Regions from separate parts of the Ovis aries genome. Here region 2 is linked to region 1. The links are chromatin contacts, called in public Hi-C maps. All regions are on one chromosome and are shown on one strand. Each heading gives the region's core, a stretch centred on a gene start, on an enhancer-like site or on the middle of the called end of the contact. The rest is flanking DNA. Distances are from core to core; before and after follow the strand shown.

Region 1 (7,266 bases), core at 2,524-5,023:
TTGTTTTCCTCTATTTCTTTCCATTGATTGCTGAGAAAGGCTTTCTTATCTCTCTTTGCTATTCTTTGGAACTCTGCATTCAGATGCTTATATCTTTCCTTTTCTCCTTTGCTTTTTGCTTCTCTTCTTTCCACAGCTATTTGTAAGGCCTCCCCAGACAGCCATTTTGCTTTTTTGTATTTCTTTTCCATGGGGATGGTCTTGATCCCTGTCTCCTGTACAATATCACGAACCTCTGTCCATAGTTCACCAGGCACTCTATCTATCAGATCTAGTAGTCCCTTAAATCTATTTCTCACTTCCACTGTATAATCATAAGGAATTTGATTTAGGTCATACTTGAATAGCTGGTGGTTTTCCCTACTTTCCTCAATTTAAGTCTGAATTTGGTAATAATGAGTTCATGATCTGAGCCACAGTCAGCTCCTGGTCTTGTTTTTGCTGACTGCATAGAGCTTCTCCATCTTTGGCTGCAAAGAATATAATCTGATTTCAGTGTTGACCATCTGGAGATGTCCCTGTGTAGAGTCTTCTCTTGTGTTGTTGGAAGAGGGTGTTTGCTATGACCAGTGTGTTCTCTTGGCAAAACGCTATTAGTCTTTGCCCTGCTTCATTCCGCATTCCAAGGCCAAATTTGCCTGTTACTACAGGTGTTTCTTGACTTCCTACTTTTGCATTCTAGTCCCTTATAATGAAAAAGACATCTTTTTGGGGTGTTAGTTCTAAAAGTCTTGTAGGTCTTCATAGAACCGTTCAGCTTCAGCTTCTTTAGCATTACTGATTGGGGCATAGACTTGGATTACTGTGATATTGAATGGTTTGCCTTGGAAACGAACAGAGATCATTCTGTCATTTTGAGATTGCATCCAAGTACTGCATTTCGGACTCTTTTGTTGACCATGATGGCTACTCCATTTCTCCTAAGGGATCCTGCCCACAATAGTAGATATAATGGTCATCTGAGTTAAATTCACCCATTCCAGTCCATTGTAGTTTGCTGATTCCTAGAATGTTGACGTTCACTCTTGCCATCTCCTGTTTGAACCACTTCGAATTTGCCTTGATTCATGGACCTAACATTCCAGGTTCCTATGCAACATTGCTCTTTACAGCATCAGACCTTGCTTCTATCACCAATCACACCCACAACTGGGTATTGTGTTTGCTTTGGCTCCACCCCTTCATTCTTTCTGGAGTTATTTCTCCAGTGATCTCCAGTAGCATATTGGACACCTACCGGCCTGAGGAGTTCCTCTTTCAGTATCCTATCATTTTGCCTTTTCATACTGTTCATGGGGTTCTGAAGGCAAGAATACTGAAGTCATTTGCCATTCCCTTCTCCAGTGGACCACATTCTGTCAGACCTCTCCACCATGACCCACCCATCTTGGGTGGCACTGAGTTAGACAAGGCTGTGGTCCATGTGATTAGATTGACTAGTTTTCTGTGATTATGGTTTGTGTGTCTGCCCTCTGATGCCTCTCACAACACCTACTGATACTTGGGTTTCTCTTAATGTTGTGGAGGCCACAACATTACCCAAAGATTTCTGAAAATCTAGCTATGTTGCTGCCTCTGTTCCTGGAAGCAGAGACCCAGGTGCATTTTATCCTTGGAGATCTATCCAGGCTAGAAAGTTTGTCTCTTTGCTTTGAGTTGATGGGGAAATTCTTTGGTGACCCATCCCCAGCTCCTGGGGTTGTGATCAGATACAGAGCTGGATGGACTGTCATCTTTGCTTAGGAATTTGTGCAGGGACTCAAGGGGCAGGAAGCAGCTGAGATGCCTCCAGTTAGCGCTGCAACCCTAACACTCCCTAAAAGAAGCTCAGTGGGAGACCTGACAGACACTGCATTGTTCAGCTGTACAGCTGGGAGCAGCTGCAGGGCCCCCAGGGCTCCCCAAGTATGGAGACTGTGGATAACCTTCAGCCCAAGCTCACAGACATCTGGTGAGATCAGTGGCGTGCCAGGCTGACTGGTGTGGTACCCAGGTTGGGCTGGTCAATGACAATGGCAAAGGCCTTAAAGAGCTTGTATTCTAAACTAAAAGACATCACGTTGATGTCGTGGAAGGTTGGAGAAAGGGAGGTAGAGGGACTCTTTTGGGTGGAGTGGAGGGAACAGTGTCCTCATATCATCTTTGGAATAGCTGGCTAAGTCCTCCCCTCTCCCAGCCCAAGCTCCAGATGGCAACAGGCTGAGTCATTTTCCCAAGGACTTGGGAAATCGTCCCTCCCCAAGAGGGAGGCCAACCAGAAACTGAGTCAAAGAACCAGACAGTTTCTGAGCGAAAGAATCAGAGTGAAAAAGGGCCTCAAAGAGCAGACTATTTGAGACTTCCACATTACAGTACCTAGAAAAGTGAGGCAACCCACTCAGAGTCATGTCCCTTGTTTGTGCCAGAGGCAGAATTTGAAGGCCAGGGGTCAGGCCATTGCTCTTTTGGATGAAGACACTCCATCCAGCTCTCCAGAGGCTGGCCGTGGCCAAGATTAAGGTGAAAGGGGCAGGAATTGGGCAATACAGTGGGTCCATTTCAACATAAACTGATCAGTGTACAAATGAGGTGCAACATTAGAGGCTAATGAGCATTACAGATAGAGGGGCAGTATAAGCAGTGGGAAGAACAAACAGCTCTGAGTCAACAGACTGGGGTTTAGATTCCTAGTCTCGTCCCCTGTGTAACAGGGAAAATGTGACAGTCTTTCTGAGCCACCTATAAAATGGGGCTAACTTATACCGTAGGATTCTTGTAAGAAATAGCACATGTGAAGGTACTTTGTGTACAGGAATCATTTAGGCAAATGTTAGCCATTATTATGATTATCAGGATTGTCATGGGTGAGGCTGTTGAGTTTGAAGACTGGAATAGTTAGAGTTACTTCCCTGATGGCTCAGCAGTAAAGAATTCGCCTGTCAATGCAGGAGATTCAGGTTCGATCCCTGGGTCTGGAAGATCCCCTGGAGAAGGAAATGGCTACCCACTCCAGTATTCTTGCCTGGGAAAACCCGTGGACAGAGGAGCCTGGTGGGCTGCAAGTCCTTAGGGTCCCAAAGATTCAGACACGACTTAGCGACTAAACAAGAACAACAAAAAAATAGACTTAGGGTTCTCCTAGTTCTCTGAGCTTCTCAGCAGAAGAAGGAAATCTGATCATTGTCAAGGGTTCTACTTCATCTTGGGCTCACCCAGATTCAGCTGTAGGAGCAGAATTAGGGCAAAACCCAAGGCTTGGGTGGGAGCTCATCTATACAGTGAGGAGCCTTCAGGATGAGGGTTTCTAGTCTCCCGTTTCTGCCTCAGGAGTTCTGGCTTCCCTGAGAAGTGCCTCTTGCAGAGGAATGAAGCTTGATATCTCTCTACCTGAACAAGGTCCCTCTGATTATCTGGAGGGTAATAGTGGAGCCAGGAGACGAGAACAGGAAGGAGTCAGGATTGGGGGCGGGGGGTGGTGACTACTGCCAGCCACGAGGCCACATGCTTCAGCCAAAGCTACTTGGAGCCGCTTGGACAAAGGCATCCTGGCATCCTCTCTAGCAGGTCTGATGACACAGCCCTCCTGACCTTGAGTACCAGCACTGGCGGGAAGTTATGGCTCAGGGATTAAACTAGGGGAGCACTATGGGGTACCTCGAAGGGGAAGGCTCGGGAAAGGGAGGGCCCTGTTGTGCTCCAGTCCAGAGCAGCAGCACTTTTCATAGGTAAAAAGCCCCGCTGTGCAGGCTGACCTCATTCCTGGCACGCGCTCCCCGCTCGTTGCAGACGCCTGCAGGTCTGTTTTAATATCTGCAGCAACCACATTCCTGAACAGGGTGGGTAAGAGGCTTTCTGGACAAGACTGCTTTCCATCAGAAATTGTTCAATTCGCCAGGGTCAGATATTTTATAGAGAGCTGGATTGTTTCTTGTTTTTGTTTTTTAAAGAAGAAAATGAAAATTCAGAGAGAATGACTGAAAGCAGGAACTAGAAGCAGAGAAAAGTCTTGAGGACTGGAGAAGGGAAGGGAAACCTGGGGTCATTGGTGAGGGAGAGAAAGGGATGAAAGACAGGTAGAAGGTCTGGGAAAGAGCCCACTCTCAGGGTGTCACCCTGCCTAGACTTCCTCAGACCCTGATGGGTTTACCTGTCACCGTCATTCATCCATCCACTCAACACACTTTTAACTGCTACCCTATGCCAAGTGCTGTGCCAGAAATACAAGAAATCATATTAGTTATCTATTTCTGTGTAACAAATTACCATAAAACTCAGTGACTTAAAGCAATACATGTCTATTTTCTCACGGGTTCTGTGGGCCAGAAGTCCAGCACAGCTTAGCCGGGCCCTCAGCTTCAGGGGATCTCATGGCTGTTGATCAAGGCTTTGACCAGGGCTGGAGCCTCGTCTGCAGGCTCCGCTGGGGAAGGATCTGCTTCTGGGCTCAGATGATGGTGGGCAGAGTTTAGCTGATCAAGAATTGTTGGGTTGAGGGCCTCGGTGGCCAACTTGTCCTCAGACAGAGGCTGTTCTCAGTCCTTGCCACAAGCACAAGCTAGAGACGATAGAGCAGGCGAACAAGTAGGGCCTCCCAGGTGGCTCAAAGGTAAGGAATCTGCCTGCGGATGAAGGAGATGAGGTTTCACTCCCTGGGTCAGGAAGATCCCTTGGGTCCCTTGGATGGCAACGCACTCCGGTACTCTTGCCTGTGAAATCCCATGGACAGAGGAGCCTGGTGGGCAGCAGACCATCGGGTTGCAAAGAGTCAGACATGACTGAGCAACTAAATGACAACAAGAGCAAGTCACAACTTTGTGTAGTGTAATAATAGAAATGATGTCACGTCACTTTCGCCATGTTCTATTGATTAGAAGCACGTAGTAGGTCCTGCCAGGCTCAAGGGAGGGGATTTCACAGAAATGTGAATACCAGGACATGTGGATTGCCCACGACCATCTGAGAGTCTGGCTGACACACAAGTCCAGTGGTTTCCTGCCTTCAGAAGACTCAGTTAACAATGACCATCCCAGGAGTTATGGCAAGTGCGGTGTACTTACACGCACTTGTAGGGTGCTAGGTTCTTGTATATGTTTGCTTTTAATCACTATTTGAAAAAATTGAAAATGTTAGTCCCTCAGTCATGTCTGACTCTTTGCGACCTCATGGGCCGTAGCCCGCAAGGCTCCTCTCTTCATGGAATTCTCCAGGCAAGAATACTGGAGTGGGTAGTCATTCGTTTCTCCAGGGGATTTTCCTGACCCAGGGATCGAATCCTGGTCTCCTGCATTGCAGGCAGATTCTTCACTGTCAGAGCCACCAGGGGAGCCCAATCCCTATTTAGGAGGTACGCTTGCTACCTTCTCTCTGGGTGAGATAACAGAGTCTCAGAGAGATCACAGTAGCAAGGGATCTAGGAGATTTTGAACTCACATTTGTCAGACTTTAAAGGCTCTGTTCCTACGCCGTCTTCTCTGCCTCCCAGATGAAGGGCACTATAACCTGGGCAGGACTAGACAGTCCCTGTGACTGGGGCACCGGCAAGGGCTTCAGAGGTGAGGACAGAGAAGGAGCGCTGCTCAGGCAGGAAGCGGGGCCCTGGAGGAAGTCCAGGGGTGGAGAAGACACGATCCTTTGCTCTTGAGGAGCCCTTGAGGTTCAAGTGGGGAACCAGACCAGACAGCAGACCCGGGGCGCTTGCTGGGAGCGGCAGCAAGTGCAGACTGAACAGCTGTTTGAAAGAGCTCTGAAGAGACGGGAAGCCGGTGGCTGTTTAGATTAGTTTTCTAATTGGCTGAGTGTTACCAAAGGCTCTTGTGTATACAATGGGGATCGTTCGTCTTGTCTATTTGTATATCCACTCATGTTCTGTCACTCCCTGATCAGCTCAGCTGTCTGCCTCTTACTGTCAGTTTTAGCCCCAGAGAGGGCTCAAGTCTACAGGAGGGGACGCTTTCTCCCCGGCCCCCAGCAGAGCACAGCAGCAGGAGGGACACTCCCCAGCCCCAGCCCCAGCCCCAGCTAGTGCCCCTTCCTGCAGGGCCCCCACACCCATTCCAGCCATCATAACCCATTCATTTGCAGCAAGTGGGCTTACGTGTATTACCATGTAACATGACAAGCCTGGAAGCTCGCCTTTGTTTCTGTAAAATGGGGAACCCCAGAGAGAGGACAGATAACTCTCTGGGCGTCACCCGCACAGTCAGGAAGTGGCTGAGCCAAGCCTTGAACTTAGGTCCCACTCTGACTTTCTTGTGTGGTCTGTCAGTCTGCCCCACAAGACACGCCACACCCCTCAAGGAATTTCCTTGCTCAAGAAGCCATAAAGGGTCCCCTTGGCTGACAGGGTCAGTCCATTCTCATGCTTTTGCCCATCTTTCAGGACCCTCCAGTACTTGCCCACACCCCCTCCTCCAATTCCCCATGAACCCATTTCAATTCTATCATGAGCTTCTACAGAACTGAGTCCTGGTTTCCTAACTCCTGGAAATACCTCAAGTTTGTTGGTTCCCTCTCAAATCAGATTGGTATGTTTAGATCAGGGACCAAGAGACCAATTTCCCCCACCATCCTCCCAACCCAGGCACAAAGTAAGTGATTTTGCCTTGACTGATAATTAGGGAAGCATGACTATGTGGCTAGGAGGACAGCTAAGGAGATGAGGGTTTATTTCCAAGGCAGAAATGAGTCTGCCCGTGGGGACGCCTGCCCTGGTCATTACAGTAAGTTCCCTACGTAGAAACCTCCAAGTTGCAAACTTTCAAAGAGGTGAACATGAGTTCATCAAAGTCAGGCTCCAGTGACATTGCATCTCGTCCTCCGCCTCCTGTTGCTGATGATCCTTCAGCTCTGCCCTCTCCCATCCCATCTCCCTTCTCCATCAGTAACTCTTCCTGCCTGTTCACTTGAGGCCAGACCCCCCTATGCCAGCTGTTGTACTATACTGCTGCACTTTTCAAGGTACTGGACTGGAAGATTAAAAATGTTTTCTTTGTGTGTGTATGTCTGTTCATTATATATTATTTGCGAGAAAAATATTATAAACCTAGTACAGTACAGTACTGTGTAGCTGATTGTGTTAATCGGGTACTTAGATTAAGTTTGCTGGACTTAGGAAGAGATTGGACTTCCATTCCGAGAGCGCTCTCTAGGTGTCTGTTAACAGGTTTTCTGTCACACATACGCATATGCGATAAGGGGGAAGGGGTGGGGGAGAAGCAGCTCTTTACATATCGTGATGACACTCCTGTCACACCCTGGGGAAGGGTGGCAAAGAGAAGGTCCACTCCT
Region 2 (7,266 bases), core at 2,797-5,296, 57 kb before region 1:
GAGGAGGAAGAGGTCTGGGGGGCCACTCCCAAGCCTACGTCAGTGCTATCATACAGCCGTGTGTCCAGAGGGGCCCTGGAGGAGGGCAATTACCCCGTGTGCCCTGAGCACCGAGAAGTGCTCGTCACCCCACACTTCCTGCCGCGTATCCTAGTCATTCCCTGTAATTACACCTGTCTCCTACCTTCTCATGGGCAGGCATGGGGCTTCCTTCTTTGGCCCCCAAGCCCTACGCCTGTAAACTCTTGAAAAGTGGCTAGTGAACAGTAAGGCGGTCCCCCGACTCTGGTAGCTCTCAGGCTCTGAATCTAGATGGGCTTTCAGTTCAAACGATGGCTCTGATAGTTATTGGCTAACTGCGGATAATTTATTTAACTTATCTGAGCCTCAGTTCGAGCACCTGCAAAATGGGCATAATAACAGTACCTCTATGACACAGATATTTTGAAGGATTAATTGAAACAATTCATATTAAGTTTCCAGAAGAGTTCCTAATAGATGGCAAGGACCCAATTAATGTAATAATAGGTTTTGTGTGTGTGTGTGTGTGTGTGTGTGTGTGTGTGCTCATTATTGTTGCTAAATTGTATCTGATTCTTTGTAATCCCCTGGACTGTAGCTCATCACACTTCTCTGTCCGTGGAATTCTCCAGGTAAGAATACTGGAGCGGGTTGCCATTTTCTTCTCCAGGAGATCTTCCTGACCCAGGCATCGAACCTGTGTCTCCTGCATTAGCAGGCAGATTCTTTACTACTGAACCTCCTGGAAATCCGGTAATGTTAGGTTAAAGCAGGTTAAATTTGCCATTTTTATTGAGATGGTATTCACATGCTATAAAATTCACCCATTTAAAGTGTAGAATTCAGTACATTCCTAGAATTGGACAATTAGCACCCCAATCTAATTTCAGAATATTTTAATTCTCACATAAACTCAATATCCATTTTTAAATTAATATATCTCCTTTTGTTTGTTGTGCTTTTGATGTCATATATTTTAAAATTGCCTAATCTAAATTCAGAGATTTACCTATTTTTCCCCTCAATATTTTCTAGGTTTAACTCTTACATTTTGGGACTATCAGTTCAGTTCAGTTGAGTCTCTCAGTTGTGTCCGACTCTGTGAGATCCCATGGACTGCAGCATGCCAGGCCTCCCTGTCCATCACCAACTCCTAGAGTTTACTCAAACTCAAGTCCGTTGAGTGATGCCATCCAACCATCTCATCCTCTGTTTTCCCCTTCTCCTCCTGCCTTCAGTCTTCCCCAGCATCAGGGTCTTTTCAAATGAGTCAGTTCTTCACATCAGGTGGCCAAAGTATTGGAGTTTCAGCTTCAGCATCAGTCCTTCCAATGAATATTCAGGACTGAATTCCTTTCCATTTAAAATTAACTTTTGAGTATGATGTATTAAGGTGTTCAGCTTTGCATGTGGATAGCTAATGGTCCCAGCATCATTTGTTGAAAAGATTTTTTTTTTAAAGGATCTATATATTTGTTTGTTGTCAATGTGGACCGTTTTTAAAGTCTATTGAATTTGTTACAATATTATTTCTGTTTTATGTTTTGTTTTCTGGGGTGTGAAGCATGTGAGATCTTAGCTCCCTGAACAGGGATCAACTCACACACCCTGGAGATCTTAGCTCCCTGAACAGGGATCAACTCACCCTGGACGTGAAGACAAAGATGAAGCCTCAACCACTGGACTGTCAGGGAAGTCCCCTGAAAAGATTATTCTTTCTCCCATGAAATTGTTTTGGTAAACTGTCATTTCTGAAGATCAGTTCAGTCGCTCAGTCGTGTCCAACTCTTTGGGACCCCATGGACTGCAGCACTCCAGGCTTCCCTGTCCATCACCAGCTCCCGGAGCCTACTCAGACTCATGTCCATCGAGCCGGTGAAGCCATCCAACCATCTCATCCTCTGTTGTCCCCCTCTCCCACCTTCAGTCTTTCCCAGCATCAGGGTCTTTTCAAATGAGTCAGTACTTCGCATCAGGTGGCCAAAGTATTGGAGCTTCAGTATCAGTCCTTCCAATGAATAATCATTACTGACTTCCTTTAGGATTTATAGTTAATTTTATTGGGTAAGATTTAGTTTTATTACAGTATTCATATGAAAGAAACAAAATGAGGAGTAATTGCAATTTCTCGTTTTACTACCAGATGGCAGCAGTCTCCCAGATTTATTCTCCCTTTCTGGCCTGAAAGCGGGAACAGGTTTTAATCAGGCATCTTCCACAACAGCGTTTCCTGTTGGCCTCTGACCTCCAGATACCCTTGACATTGGCTTCCCCAGCGTGGTAAATCTCGGGCCTTTTATTTTTAAGTTAGTTTCAAACTTAAATTTTTCTGTTCTCTGGTGGAGAATGAGACAGTGGAGGGAGGTCATGGTTTAGGCTCCCCAAGTATATTCACCCTAGAATGAGACTCATAAACACTCAGTTATAAGAGGACTACAAGTTCACTACAGACATGTGGAAAGTATAATCAAGCTGCTCTCAGTTATGGAAAAGCCCAGATAGGAGTACATCTTAGGTGGGACACACAGTGACACCCAGCCCTACAACGGGAGCACTGCCTTATCAGTCCCAGGTCTGTGTTACGGGGCCCCACCTGTAGCACCGGAGAAGCGCGAGAGAGAAGTGAAAGAGCAGGAATCTGAAAGGCCCACCTTCCTTTCGGGAAGAAACACCTTCTGCTCTGACTCACTGGCCTCTCTTGCTGGTTTCTCAAAAGTATTAGCAGTTCTGAGTTCCCTAAACCTACCCGGGAGGGGTCTTGCTACTTCCTCACCCCACCACCTCCAGGCTTCCCAACTGTACACAGGGTTGAAGGGCCACCTTTGTCTGCCTCCCAGATCGCCTAGAGACAGCTGAATTTATCTGTGAATTCTGTTAACAAGACCCCTTCCATATTAGGCATGCTCCATTCATTTATAAGTCATGGCTGTGCTCAATTTTTCACTTTAAAATAAAAGCCTAATGGAAATATTCATTTACCCACCACGTGGTTGCAGAGCTCAGCTGAAATGTCAAGCATGCTTAGCAGTTGGCTGCTTTTATTTTGGCCCAATGCATCGTAGTAAAAAATTGCAATCTCTTTGTTGATCAGAAGCACTCAGTGATATGTATGATTAGTGATTAGTATGATTTTGACTAATAAAAGCAGGCCGATAAAATGTGATTTGATAAATAATGGGAGGAAATAAAGATGGCAGGTTTGGAAGTTGGGGCTGCACTGATGCGCTTCAGGTAGCCGACATGTGTGAGAGGCTGCTGCCCCTCCTTTCTTCCCTGCCCCCACTACTCCCTACAGCCTTTCTGAAATGGGTTTCAGAGTCCTCAGGCTCCTGCCTCTTCCACACCCCGCACCTGCATCTGTGGACCCTGAACCCCAGCATTAAAGCAGACCGGGCACCCCCTTTTCCCAACGCCTGCTGACCAGTCTGTCCCGGGGCGAGTGCGGATGCATGAGCGGGAGGCAGGGAGCCCCAAGCAGCAGCTCTGATTATGGGCCGGGACTGTGCTAACTCGGAGCCCATCTCTCAACACTCTGGGAGCTATTACCATCTGTCCATCAGCAGCTTCAAGGAGCCAGGAGCCATGACCTGGACCATTCAGGGAGCAAGCGAGGGGATGGGTCCCCACTTTGATGTGAGCAACAGGGTCAGAGAGGGCGCAGGAGGTGAGGGCCAGGCCCGGGCTGCAGGCAGCAATCTCCTCTCCAGCTCGGCTTCCACGGTGAGCCCAGCTTGCCTTCATTGCCCCTTTCCCGTCTCCACAGGAGCCTCTGGGCTGCTCTGGGCTCCTGGTCCCACTCCCCCAGCCTGTGTCCCAATTGTGGGCCCATCATTACCTGTCCGCACACCCTCCCTGGAGGGGGAGTGAGGCAGTGGGAGGGCGGGGCGGGGGCGCCAAACCCGCTTGATTCTAAGGGGCAGGTGGTGACTGCTTCCTACAGGAAGCACGGGATCTGAAAAACAGAGGAGAGAACCTTCCCTTCGGAACCAGGAACCGCAGGGCTGGGAGGGGCCTCCGCCTTCAGCTATACTCCTCGAAGGCCATGCCCAGCTTGGCCCTGCACGCTTGCACTCAAGGGGCACTACCTCCTGAGCTTCCCACGCTCACTGGTTGGGGGAGGAGATGGGAGAACAGGGAGGGAGAGAGATGGAGGGCAGAAGGACAAGCAGAGGGAGAGAGCCATGGGTTCCCCTGGATGTGGCCTGGGCTACACACACACACACACACACACACACACACACCTCCTATAGCCAGGCCACACACACACACACACACACACACACACACACACACACACCTCCTATAGCCAGGCCTGAACGGCTGCCAGTTCATCCTGGCCCAGTCGGAGAAGTCTGGCCGTTTTCCTGTCTAAAGTTACAGAATTTTCCAGAAGTTCCCCTGTTTTTTTTTCTTCTGGACTCATAAACCAGATTTTCCCCTATCCTTCTACTTCACCAGCCTAGAGAAGAAAAGCCAGAGGAAGAGAGCGAGTAGGCAGAGGGCCTGCGGTCACACACCCAAGGCTGATCTCTGTCTCTGTCCCTCCTCCTTGGAGCTCCCAGAGCCTGAGTACCCGCAACACCAATGCCTGCTGCCTGCACAGAGCCTCTTGCATGAGTTAACTTATTCGCATGCATGCGTGCTAAGTCGCTTCGTGTCCAACTCTTTGCGACCCCAGGGATGGTAGCCTGCCAGGCTCCTCTGTCCAAGGGAGTCCCCAGGCAAGAATGCTGGAGTCATCCCCCAGAGTCCCAGGGGATGAAGAATAGCCCTGACTGTGCTGTTCTTTCTACAGCACAGGACTGGGCGAGGTCTCCACCTTCAGCTACACTGCTCACCAGCAATGCCCAGCCTGGCCCTGCACACTTGCAAACTTACTACGGTTTAGGGGAGACATAGGAAAGGAAGTTGACTCCTTATTTCCAGAAAGACTGGAGTCAGGCTGGCTCTGGGAGTTGCCGGGCAGTGACTGAGCAGGTAGTCCCCCAGGAGGGGATGTGAGGAGACTACAGTGTAGCTCAGGGATCACCCTGAGAACAGAGTAAATACACCGGCATGCCCCAAACTGGATGGCCCACTAAAGATGGAGCTGGAGACCGTGTTGGAAGTGGAGGACACTGCGGTCACCCCCAGCCAAGCCCCCTCCCCTGCCCCCAGCCAGGAACTGGGTAGATTCGAGGGAGAGCACAGCGTCACGGGCAGTCCCCGAAGGGCTGTGGATCCCTTGAGAGGTGTGCGGCTGATCTGTAGGTGCTGATATGAAGCCAGGACTCTTGGATTTCTGATTTGAAGGTCAGAAGCCCAAGATGCCAGGGCTAAAGGAATCCCCAAGATCTGGCATCAAGTCCTTTCTGGAATCAGAGGAGGAGGGATGAGTTTGCTCTATCAAAAGCGTTCTTTCCTTCTCATCCTCTGAGCGGGTTCACTCAGCACCCGGCATCACTCATCCCTGAGCAGTTTATCTGCCATCAGGGGTGCTGTTTGGTGCAGGAGATGGAAGGGGAGTTAGAGCAGGTGGGAGGGCAGAGAGGAACGCCCCGGGCATGGGGGACACTGGCAGCTTTGTCTCTTACGCTCACCTTTGAGGGAGGGAAGGACAGGGGTTGTCGGTGGCCCCTCCAACCCTACATGGCACGCCACCCTGTGTCTGAGTCAGGGAATTAAGCTGTCCTCACCTCCCCAGTAAGAATGAGGCTTGACGGGCTGTGACAAGAGCTGTCAGTGCTGGGGTCCAGTCCCAGCCAGCGCTGATACGGCAGGCAGCTCAGGACCCCTGGGAAAGAGAGGACCAGTAGAGCAGTATCCAGGGCTCGAGGGGGCAGTACAGGTGGGAACAGAGCAAGCTTTGTACACCCCTCACTGGCCCTGGCCACGGACCGCTTCCTGCCAGGGGCTCTGCCCCTGACCTGCCTCCAACATCTGGACTTGGCACACGGGGCCACAATCCACCCCTACCTCGGCACCCACTTGGGACCAGGCTCTCAGCTTCTCTGGGGAGCTCGTCCTGCAGGGATGAAGATGGGGACAAGCTTCAAGGAGAAGCAGGTGACAGTGACTGTCTTGGCCGTTGTCCAGTGCCTGCCCTCCCAGCCTCTCTTCTCAGCACTGTACTGGGCGATGCCAACCAGCTGCCAACTCCTGGAGCTGAAGTTGAGAGGCATGTGAATGGTGGGGTCATATCCCTGGGGGCAACCCACAGACCCCCACGTGGGTCTGTCTTGGGAGAAAGCTGAGCCTCTGTGGGAGCCGGGCCCCCACCAGAGAGAAGCAGAAAGCACCTGGGGACCAGCCTCCTCATGGTCCCCAAGTCCTCCTGGTCCCTGTGGCTTGGCACGTCCCTGCATGAGCAGGGACCTTACTGTGTTTGCATTTCTGCTTGGTGAGGACATTCTGGGGATGGAGGTTCTAGGCCCTGAGCCCCAGCCCAGCTCATCCCTAAACCGCGAGGCTGGTTAACTGCAGTTGCAGGCGGGGATGGGCAACAGAGGCCGACAGCATCGCTCTGATGCACCGACTTGTTAGCTGAGCATGGCCGTGGTCTCAGCAGGAAACTCACCGCTGGACTGCACTCTGCCTCCTCTGTCCCACATTTCCCAAAGAAATGTGCCTCATCACTGCTTCTCTCGTTCGCCCCTTCCTTCTGGCCGGCCCTAAAATCAACCAGGGTGGGCTCCAGGCCTGGGCTTGGGGGACACCGGCAACTTTGACAGGCTGCCTCTCAGCCTCACCCCACCCCACCCCACCCCACCAGAGATGCTCTGTCCTTGTCTCTTCTTGGGTTGAGGACCCTACTCTGCCCTGCGATGCCCCCTTGGGCCCGGAAGGAGCCTGGGAGTATCCGTCTGACTGGTGGTTCTCAGGGTCCTTGCTGTGATCTCCAGGGGCTCTGTTCCCAACCTCCCCCTCCTGCCCAAGCTGGCTCTGGGTGGACCCCACAGACCAGCCGCCCAGCTGACCAGACTCCGGGGTCTCTGGTTGCCCCTGGAGCTGCACAGAGAGGCTGGGGAGGTTTGCAGAGGCCTCTAGGGTTCCAGTTGGAAAGATGGGAGAGGAAGGCATTCACTGACAGGCACACTCTCGGGTCCCAACCTGGGACGGAGGCCAAGAATTCTCATGCCAAAGTCAGGCACCAAAGTGTGACTGGCTGCTCTTCAGCCGTTTCCCTGCGTCTGCCATCGTTTCTGCTGCGGCCTCTGTCTCCCTCATCCTCTTATCCTCTCTGCACGTCTGTCTCTCCTTCTCTCT

The links. A called contact is a pair of places that touch in the nucleus more often than the background predicts.
Region 2: a Hi-C map of omental adipose tissue shows a contact between it and region 1, with 2.5 times the contacts expected there. The contact joins two enhancer-like sites. A contact is called at or near these places in 4 of 16 Hi-C or Micro-C datasets (hypothalamus, liver, omental adipose tissue and 1 more).

What each region holds. Positions count from the first base shown.
Region 1 is chr21:26,944,083-26,951,348 of ARS-UI_Ramb_v3.0, reverse strand. No RefSeq gene overlaps it. Among named protein-coding and RNA genes, the nearest start is that of CDON, 64 kb to the right of the region's middle. Within about 2 kb of position 3,773, at least 12 of the 54 cell types and tissues checked have an H3K27ac peak or open chromatin away from gene starts, as enhancers often do.
Region 2 is chr21:27,001,456-27,008,721 of ARS-UI_Ramb_v3.0, reverse strand. No RefSeq gene overlaps it. Among named protein-coding and RNA genes, the nearest start is that of RPUSD4, 17 kb to the left of the region's middle. Within about 2 kb of position 4,046, at least 2 of the 54 cell types and tissues checked have an H3K27ac peak or open chromatin away from gene starts, as enhancers often do.